Linked DNA regions of Sus scrofa: all the other regions are linked to region 2. The links are chromatin contacts, called in public HiChIP or PLAC-seq maps. All regions are on one chromosome and are shown on one strand. Each heading gives the region's core, a stretch centred on a gene start, on an enhancer-like site or on the middle of the called end of the contact. The rest is flanking DNA. Distances are from core to core; before and after follow the strand shown.

Region 1 (2,780 bases), core at 249-2,748, 560 kb after region 2:
AAGCCTAGAGTCTGGATCGCCTTGGCAGTCACTGACCATGCCCGCTCCGCTGCTCCCGCTGCTGCTGCGAACGCTGCTGGCCCGCCTGCTGCTGCCCGCTGCCCGCCTGGCCCGTCGGCACCTCCTGCCTCTGCTGCGCCGGCTGGCCCGCCGCCTGGGCTCCCAGGATATGCGAGAGGCTTTACTGGGCTGTCTGGTGTTCCTCCTCAGCCAGAGACACCCGCCAGATGATGCCGCTGCTGCCGGGGAGGCCTCCAGAGTGGCCCGCCTGGAGAGGAGGGAGAGGATAGTTTCTCAAAAATGAGGCTGCGAATCCCAGCAGTAGCTGTATTCATTGAAATGCTTTCTTTTGGAGTAAGACAGCCTTGGCCCCTTCACTGACCGCAGCCTGCCCAGTGGGCAGAAGACATGGTGGGGGCACTGAGCCTGAGAGGGGTCTAGCCCAGACGTGCCTCCTCTCTCCCAGCAGAAATTGTTGGAAGGATGCTCTCCGTATCTAGCCGAAAACCATCATTCTCCCTCCCTCCCTGCATTCTTCCCAAGTCCATTTCTAATCACCTCGGGCCTCTGGGGGAAGAACGGACTCTCCTCCGCCACCCTCCACCCCCAGGCTAACAGGAACATGAGACCCAATGAGGGCCATTGCTTAACCCAAGGACAGGCGATTTAGCTAATCCAGACTGTCTGTCTGTGAGTCAGGATTCACCTTAAAGTAATAAGACCTTTGTTCCTTAGAGAGTCAGTCCTGCCCTCAAAGTCCAGCATGCAGCAGGTGCTCAATAAATATTTGTTGCCTTGAATTCTTGGCATGCCTTTTCCTACCTATTCCATTGTCCCTCCCCATCCGCTTCGCCCGGAATTTCTCTTGTCTAACTTGAGTAGATGACACTGTGACCCAGCAGTCTGTGATCTGGCTGGTCAGTTCAAGGTAAGGAGGTAAAAGTCCTCGGGCGACGGAGGAGACTCTTGTCAACTGGTGCTGTGGAAAGAGGGAGATCTGCTTGCTGTGGGACCCTGAGGGCATCCACCCAGAGGGGCCCCTGAGGGGTGCTCTGCCCAGGAAGGGACTTGGGGGGTAGGGAGCTGGGTGCGGTGTGATCTGAAGAATTCACCTCCCCATTTCCCCTCCCCAGTGAGAGGCCCTGGGGCATCAAATAGGAGTTGTCAGAGGCATTTGCATGCCAGCCTCCGGATAATTTGCTTAACTTTCCCAGGCAATATTCCTCTCTCCCCATCCCAGAGAGTCCTGGGCTCTCAGTTCAAAGGGGGACAGTGAGGAGACTACAAGGCCCCTTTCAGGACCGTCATCCCGTCAGCATAGCCCTCAAAGGTTGGCCTTGGGGAAGAACCGAGACCAGGGCCCGGCGCCCCCAAGCTGGCCCCGCGGGGCTTTCCGCCAGACCCCCGCCTCCCTACCCCCCAGCGCCATCTGTTTCCACCCGGAGTCCACAGAAGCCAGCGCACGTGCTCGCCCGGCTCCGGAAGCTGGCCTCGGGGGGAGGGGCAGGGTGAAAGGGGTTCCAACACCTGGTGCCCTCCGGGGTCACAGGCGCCTTTATTTATTTATTTATTCAGCCGTACTCTGGGCCTCGCCTCCCGCTGGCCTCCTGGGGCGCTCCCCGCTACCGAGCAACGCCGGCGCTGATCGGAACCGAGCCGGCCGCGGGGCGCTGGGCGAGCGCCAGGATCGCCCGTTGCTGCTCCTTCATTGCCGGGGAAGGGGGGCAGAGACCGGTCAGACCCGGCGCGGGCTACGGTTTCTGGACAATGGCGACGGTCCCAGTCCTGAGATGAGGAGGCCAAACTGGGACTAGGGGCCGGCAGGCCCGGGAATTTCCGTCCCCGCTCGCCGACTCCGGATGCCCCTCCGAATGTCCCAGCAGGTGCGCGGGGAGCAGAGGCGGGGCGGCGGCCAGAGGAGTTGTCTACGCAGTTCCCCCGAGGGCGGGGCGGAGAGCGGTGTGGGCGGGGCGGAGAGCGGAGAGCGGGGTCCTTGTGGGATGGGGAAGTTAATGGAGTCCGTGGCATCTGCGGTTTCTGGCGGAGGAGATCCTTTCCTTGGACTTTGGAGGCCCTGCTTAGATGACTGCCCTATTTTAACCATATGCAGATGTCCCCAAGATCAGCGACCTCCCCACAGCAGAGGGTTGGGGCAGAGGTCTGAGAAAGACAGCTGAAAAACCAAGCCCAGACTGGTGAACAAAGAGTTGAGTCTTCCTGAACCCTGACTCCTGTACACATCCATAAGGAAAGTGAGGGACTTGAGGTGTCTGACTCTGAAAGGGCCAGATCCTACCTTTAGCTTATTTATTTATTTATTTATTTTGCTATTTTAGGGCCGCACCTGCAGCATATGGAAGTTCCCAGGCTAGGGGTGAATCCCAGCTGCAGCCACCAGCCTACCCGCAGCCACAGCAACATGGGATCGGAGCCGCGCCGCGTCTGCAACCTATGCCACAGCTCAGGGCAGTGCGGGATCCTTAACCCACTGAACGAGGCCAGGGGTCCAATCCACATCTTCATGGATATTAGTTGGGTTCTTTAGGCTGAGCCTCAACAAAAACTCCCTAATTGATGTTTTGTTCATGGGTTTTTTTGCATTAACTTTTGACTTTTAAAAAAATATTGCGTTAAAACATTATCTGAGAGTTCCCATAGTGCACAGTGGTTAACGAATCTGGCTAGGAACCATGAGGTTGCAGGTTCGATCCCCGGCCTTGCTCTGTGGGTTAAGGATCCGGCGTTGCTGTGAGCTGTGGTGTAGGTCGCAGACACAGCTC
Region 2 (2,944 bases), core at 326-2,825:
TCTGCTCCCTCTGACAACAATGATCTCTATTTTCCTCTGGATACATCTCAGTTTTAGTTAGAGGATGTAATGGTCAATACTATGCCAGAATCTTAAAAACAAGCAAGCAACAAACAAAAAACCCCACTTCACTTCGTTTGCACATCACTCATCCTTTCCTGTTTCCAGCAGTGTACAAAGGAAGGCTTTGTCCTGAAAGATCTTTTCATTCACTGCCAGATTCCATCCTTTTATGAGCTTATTAAAGACACATCCCCTTCATGAAAACTTCTAATAGGGTTTGCTGTTTCCGGTAACTGAATCTCCCTGTACTTTCTCATGTAAATTCCTAATATATACACACCACCTTATTAGAACCTAACTTCTCAGGAAAAGGGCTGTATTTTCATTTTTTCCAAAATCCCTTGAAAGCTTTCAATACAGAACTTGGCCGTCAGTAAGCTCCCGGCTCAATACTAGAATCAGGCTGCCTGTCCAAGATTTAAGATTAATGAAAAGTAGAACCACCATCCAGCATATGCCTCTAGTTCAGCGGTTCAGCCGCCTTTCCACTTTAGCTTCTACTTCTCAGGGAGACTGGACAGAAAAGCCACTATTGGATTACAGCATTTTCAGGTGAGAAGCTGGAAAAGGAGGCCCTCGGGAAGGAACGAATCTTTAATCGAGATGTCCTTTCCGGATGGCGCAGGAAACCTTTAATGAAGGAGGCGGCCGCCCGAAGAATACGGAACGAATTACGACGCAGACGCTAAGCAAGAGCTTTTTTGAATCCTGGGACATGTTTCTTTTCTGCCCTTGCTAAATAAGCAAGCCTTTCTCTCCGATCTCCGTCCCCGTGAGGGCACTCACGCTGGGTGAGAGATTAAGGTTACAGCATCATGATGTGGAAAGGGATTTCAAGCACTCGGGAGCGCCAGCATTTCCGACGTTTCAGAACCGCAGGAAGGACAGGGAGGGAGGGGCGCAAGGGGGCTTAAGGAAGCAAACTTCCCTTCTTCACTTCAACCTTAGGAGGTCACCAGGACCGAGGACTCACCTTCTCTGAAGCCGCGAGATGGAGGCCGAGCCCAGCTGGTCGCGGCCGGGCCTGCCAGGAGCCCTCGGAGTAGCCGTCCACAGCCAGACACCAGAACATTGAGACCCACCATCTTGAAAACCAATCCCGACCTTTGTGCACTTCCGCTTCCGGAACGGCGCGCGCGCAGCCGCAGTGGTGGGCAGGAAGTGTGCGTCTTGTGGGCTTCCCGCTCCGTTATTTAGGTCATTTACATTTCCTCACCTCTCGGGCTTTGAGCTGAGTCTGTGTCAATCCTGTACCTTATTCCGAGGGTCCGGGGGAGGTCTTTAGCTCCTGTCTGCTAGTCCTCAAAGTCTCCAAGGTCGCCTTCGTTTCCTGGCAGGCTGCTTCGGTAAAATCACCCGCACTACCCCTATTTCTTTAAAACTTTTTCTTTTTTGCTGGTCAGATGTGGATTTTCAGCTTCTTGAGACTGGGGCTCGGTCTCTACCGGCAAGGTTGAAATGGTTTGGAACAGCAGCTATCTCGTAGACCTGGGATTGAATTAATACCCCGTCCCCGCCCCTCCCTACCTTGGCCTTTAATTCTTTTGTCTCAGCGCTTTCCTTTCGCTGGTGAACGTATTTCTCAGGGTCAGTTCAGACCTCACTTACACTGTGGAGTCTTAACTTCCCAGTTACTGGTTCTCAGCACCAGATACCTCTCCATCTTTGTACTCTGCCTAGTTTCAGCTTTGTATTTGTATAATGCGTTTCCTCACCAAACTGGAAACTCATTGAAGGCAAAGACATTGTTTTTTGGTTGACTTTCGTATCTACAGCACTTAGCACAGTGCCTGACACATAATGAGTGATACATATGTTACATGTGTGTATGTGTATATATATACACACGTACACATATAAAATGTATATAATGCAGGTAATGTGTGTAAAGTATGTATGTATATATCTACATTATATGTATACATACAATTACATATATATGTATGTATGGATATATCTACATTATATGTATACATACAATTACATATATATGTATATATAATAAAACATTTTATATGGTTAAGATTAGATGAGATAAAACATAAGTTAAACATAAACATAAGCTCATTAATAAAGCAATTATTGAGATGGCCTTTTTGCTAGGTACTTATGACAAATTTGACATACTTGCCTAATAAGGAAGCTTATAGTACCAAGAAGAAAACAAGACTGCTCAGTTTTCCATCTTTTGGACTTGCAGGATGTATATAGGATATTCCCCTAGAAGTACAAAAGAAAAGAAAGTCATTCACAACTCAATTCCTCCATATGGTGGTTAGGATACTCTTTTCCACACCGGAAGGGATATTTTCCAGTTATCGTACTCTGATTCATAGATGGGAAGATTGAGTTCATTAAATGGCAGAACATGTTCCCTGGGGGTTAGGGAAGGAGCCCATCTTCCAGTTGGGACTGCCATGCAGGTGGACTGGGAGGATACAGAGCAGCAACTGCATGGGGGACTTGAATGGTATCACCATAGGTGAGAGTGGGAGAAATGTGGCATTGGATTTTCTTAAAACACTGCATTTAGCAAAGACATGTCCTAGGAAGGGGAAGCTTGCAGGAAAGGTCAATCTAGGTGGGTGAGACAGACACAATGATTATTGAGTGGAGCAGAGGGTTTTGGTGGGGTATATGCCTCGGAGATCTGGCCAGGATCAGGAAATCCTTGGCTTTCCTTGTAGCTTCTGCTTTCCTTCTGTACATATGACCTCAAACCCTTCCTGCTTGTACCATACCCCTTGTTTCTTTACGTCCCCAACTTCTGGGGATCTGACAGGGATGAGAGCAGTAACAGAGCCTCACCTAGGGTTTGTTTTAGACCTAGTGAGCTAAAGTATTTGAGTGCTAACCTTCTCATTGTCTTATCCTAATTTAA
Region 3 (3,101 bases), core at 236-2,735, 590 kb after region 2:
AGTGTGGGGCAAGGAAAAGGAACGCGAGGGTCCTTTGTTCTTTGGAGTTCAACAGCTGGACAAAGAAGTGCTACAAGACTGCACACCAGGGCTGCCGAGGGAGGTCTGCGGGTCGGAGGTATCCCTCTCCCAAGCATTCCAGGGGCGGACAAAGTGGGCCACGAAGGGAGTTGAGGGAGTTGCTGGGCATCCACAAGGTCACGGCGCAGGGAGCGGTCATTCTCTCCCGGAGGGGCTGTGGGGCGGGTGAGCTCCAGAGATGAGGCCTTGGAAAGGCGAGGACAGCGTACCCGCCCCGAAGGCAAGCAAAAGCGGCAGGGCCAGGCGAGGCAGCTGGGCCGGCGCTTGGCTTGGGGGCTCCGGCGCCGCAGCAGCTGAAGGGGAACAACCTGGTTCTGCCCGCCAGGAGCGAGCAGCCCTTTGGCCAGCATGAAGGCGCTGGTGTCTTCATGCCACCTCCTAGAACCCCCGCCACCCAGCGGGGGTCCCTGGAGATCCTCCCCTCCCCAGACCTAGACAGTTGCAGGAGGGGAAAGAATTTTTGTAAAAAGAAAAGGAAACCAGATTGTATGTGCATGCCCCTGCGTGCGACACGCGTGGGCGGCTGCAGAGGCTGGGGAGGGTTTCTCAGGTAGCGACGCCACCCTCAGTCTCGGCTCCGAAGGCGGTTCTCGCAGAGCCGCCCCAATAACCCGTGTGCTGTGTGACTGACGGGGGAGAAAGGGGGGATCATCCCTGTTCCACCCCACCCTGGACGCAATGCTGAGCGAGCTGGGTCTGGCGGGTGGCGAAGAGGGTGCCGGGTGTAGTTGCCCGCCAGCAACATAGGATCGAAGTTGCCCACCTCTCCCGGAGATTCAAGCATAACGTTGGAGAGGCGGAGCCGCCGCAGAGGCACAGCCCAGTCCGCAGAAAAAGGGGTGGAGCCCCAAGGGAAGAGGGCGGGGCGGGGCGGGACAGGACCGTAGAGGCGGATCTGGAAACTGCTGGAAGATCGCAGCACCGCCACTGTCGCTCCTTCCGCCGCTTGCAGACAAAGAGTGCCCTCCACACCCGAGCCGGCGACCTTCTAGCAGCGGAAGCCACGCCCCGCAGCGAGACGCTGGCACTGCCCATTGTCCCCTGGGAGTGCCAGGGTTCGCGGGCTGCCCAAAGTTCGGCTTCAAATTCCCCAGTGTCCCCGGAAAGGACCCTTTCCCCTTATTGGGCAGTAGGAATGTGTAAGGAAGATTGTAGCAGGGAGGGAGCATAGGTGGGAGTAGTTGGTCCCCTTTCAGGTGTTCCTCTGGGATTCTTTGGTGTGGAGGCACCTGCTCTACAGGTTTTTACTGAGGTCAGCGGGGATTCTGTTCCCTAGAGCCACGGCATTTGTCCTATGAGTATACCCAACATCTAGCTCTGGTGGTGTCCTGTCTTCAGGACGCGGAGATGGGACTAAGAAAAAGTCTACACATGCGCGCCCTTGCTCTTCACCGCCCCCTCCCCTATTTTGGACCATGACGTAAAGGTGGGCGGGCAGCGGCAGGTGCGGGGCTGACAGACAGCCTCCTTTAAGGCGGAGGGATCTGGGGGCGGGCAGCGAAGGTGTGCTTCGCCTTATATAAAGCGACTGGGGTCTCACAGCCGTTCTCTTGAGTCACCCCCCGCGCAGCCTTGTTCTGGCGTGAGAGCCGGAGGCAGTCCTTCCCCGCTCAGCTTTGTGGTGTTTGTGATCCTTATCCTTTAAGGTAAGGTTGCACTCTTAAGGCATTTCTGGTTAAATTTCAGGTTGCTTTCGTCCATTCTGTCCTTTCTGAGACCCAAGTTTTTGTCGTGCTGGGGCGGTTTGCTGGACAACGCTCCCAATTTTTTTAGAGGGTGGGTGGAAGGGAGCTCTCGAGTTTAGCTTTTCCTTCCATGCTTGGTGTCGGGCCTTCTAGGCGGCTGTTAGGCCTGGGCGAGTGGGGCTGGGGGACTGGGCGGCTACACGTGGTAGCCGCGCCGGCCCGGGACGCTGCCATGTTTGCCCCTCTACTTCCGGACGCGACTACGGGGCGCCAGAGGGTGGGCAAGGTTGGTGGGTGTGCGGGCCCGGTGTGACTCAGCACAGCATGGTTCTGGGTAGGTTTTGCCATCTCTTTTATAGAAGGGAGTTTTTCTAGTCCTTAGTGTGAGGGTTTGCGGCAAAGGATGCTTTGGAGCTCCAGTGGCCCATCGTGCTTCCTGCTTCGAGCTCATTCCTGCAGTCAGGGTGGAGGGGTAGCGGAGGAGGCAGGCTTGAGAATTTATGGGAGCATTTCTTCGTCGTCCTCTTTTCTCCCCGTTGGCTGGAATTGTTCTGGAAGGTTCTGGAACTCGGCGCCCCGCCCTGGTGCCCGGATGCTGAGGCGAAGGGAGGCTGCGCGGTGGCGCCCCCTCCTCGCGTGGTCCTGGCCGACGCATGTCCGGCATCGACGAGCGTCGGCCCCGCGGACTACGCCACCATCTTAGTTGTATTTGGTTTGGTCCTGTACCTCAGTCACGTGTGCTACAGGGACAGAGTGGAGCCTTTTGCTTTATCGGTTCTTTGTCTTAATGGCATCCCAAGTGGGTATCCCACGATTCTCTCGCGTTAGCCTCCCTTACCACGTGAGGTAGCAATTTCACATCTTCCTGGAGGTGAAGGGAGAGCAGTTTCAAATGATAGCCCCTTTAAGGTAAAACTGGTCTGTTTGGGGGGGGGGCTCCCTCCCCTCCACCAGAAATGGTAGAACCGTAGTTACTAATTTGTACATTTGAATATGTATGTAGGTCTTCTGCTTATTCACATTTAAGAAACCGGGGTTGGGCGAGGTACTCTGCATGCCTAAGAGATTACCAGGTGATGAGAGGCTGCTGATCCGTGGATGGATCGCCTAACATCCTAACAAAATGCTTAAGAGACCTTAAGGCATTTTGGGGGCTGTATTAGCAGCCCCCCCCCCCCCCGCCCCTCTTATTCTCAGACTGAGGGCGCAGCCTGAAGTCTTTAAAGGAAAGGTCTTGCATCTCAGTACTCGGTTCAGAACAACTTGAACTGAACCTCTTAGTGTCTTTATTGTAATTGGGGTGAACTTGAGTCCAAAGTTCTTCATCTCTCTTAT

What was found. HiChIP or PLAC-seq counts read pairs in DNA pulled down with a chosen protein or histone mark.
Region 1: a contact with region 2 is called in an H3K27ac HiChIP or PLAC-seq map of alveolar macrophages. The contact joins the promoter of SLC29A1 here to the promoter of MRPS18A in region 2. A contact is called at or near these places in 1 of 47 Hi-C or Micro-C datasets (epiblast stem cells) and 1 of 2 datasets of contacts at active chromatin or transcription factors (alveolar macrophages).
Region 3: an H3K27ac HiChIP or PLAC-seq map of alveolar macrophages shows a contact between it and region 2. The contact joins the promoter of HSP90AB1 here to the promoter of MRPS18A in region 2. A contact is called at or near these places in 2 of 47 Hi-C or Micro-C datasets (epiblast stem cells and heart right ventricle) and 1 of 2 datasets of contacts at active chromatin or transcription factors (alveolar macrophages).

The regions. Positions count from the first base shown.
Region 1 is chr7:39,216,476-39,219,255 of Sscrofa11.1, forward strand. SLC29A1 (equilibrative nucleoside transporter 1) reads left to right here and starts at 1,499. Exons shown (of 14, transcript XM_005666066.3): 1 at 1,499-1,883. LOC110261530 reads left to right here. Exons shown (of 2, transcript XM_021098792.1): 2 at 1-800. The coding sequence starts at 38. The coding sequence ends at 304. It overlaps LOC110261531 (a long non-coding RNA gene), which reads right to left and starts at 1,670. Exons shown (of 3, transcript XR_002345745.1): 1 at 1,582-1,670; 2 at 823-979; 3 at 183-268.
Region 2 is chr7:38,655,897-38,658,840 of Sscrofa11.1, forward strand. It overlaps MRPS18A (39S ribosomal protein S18a, mitochondrial), which reads right to left and starts at 1,576. Exons shown (of 7, transcript XM_021098784.1): 1 at 1,037-1,576. The coding sequence starts at 1,135.
Region 3 is chr7:39,242,289-39,245,389 of Sscrofa11.1, forward strand. It overlaps HSP90AB1 (heat shock protein 90 alpha family class B member 1), which reads left to right and starts at 1,486. Exons shown (of 12, transcript NM_001244433.1): 1 at 1,486-1,727.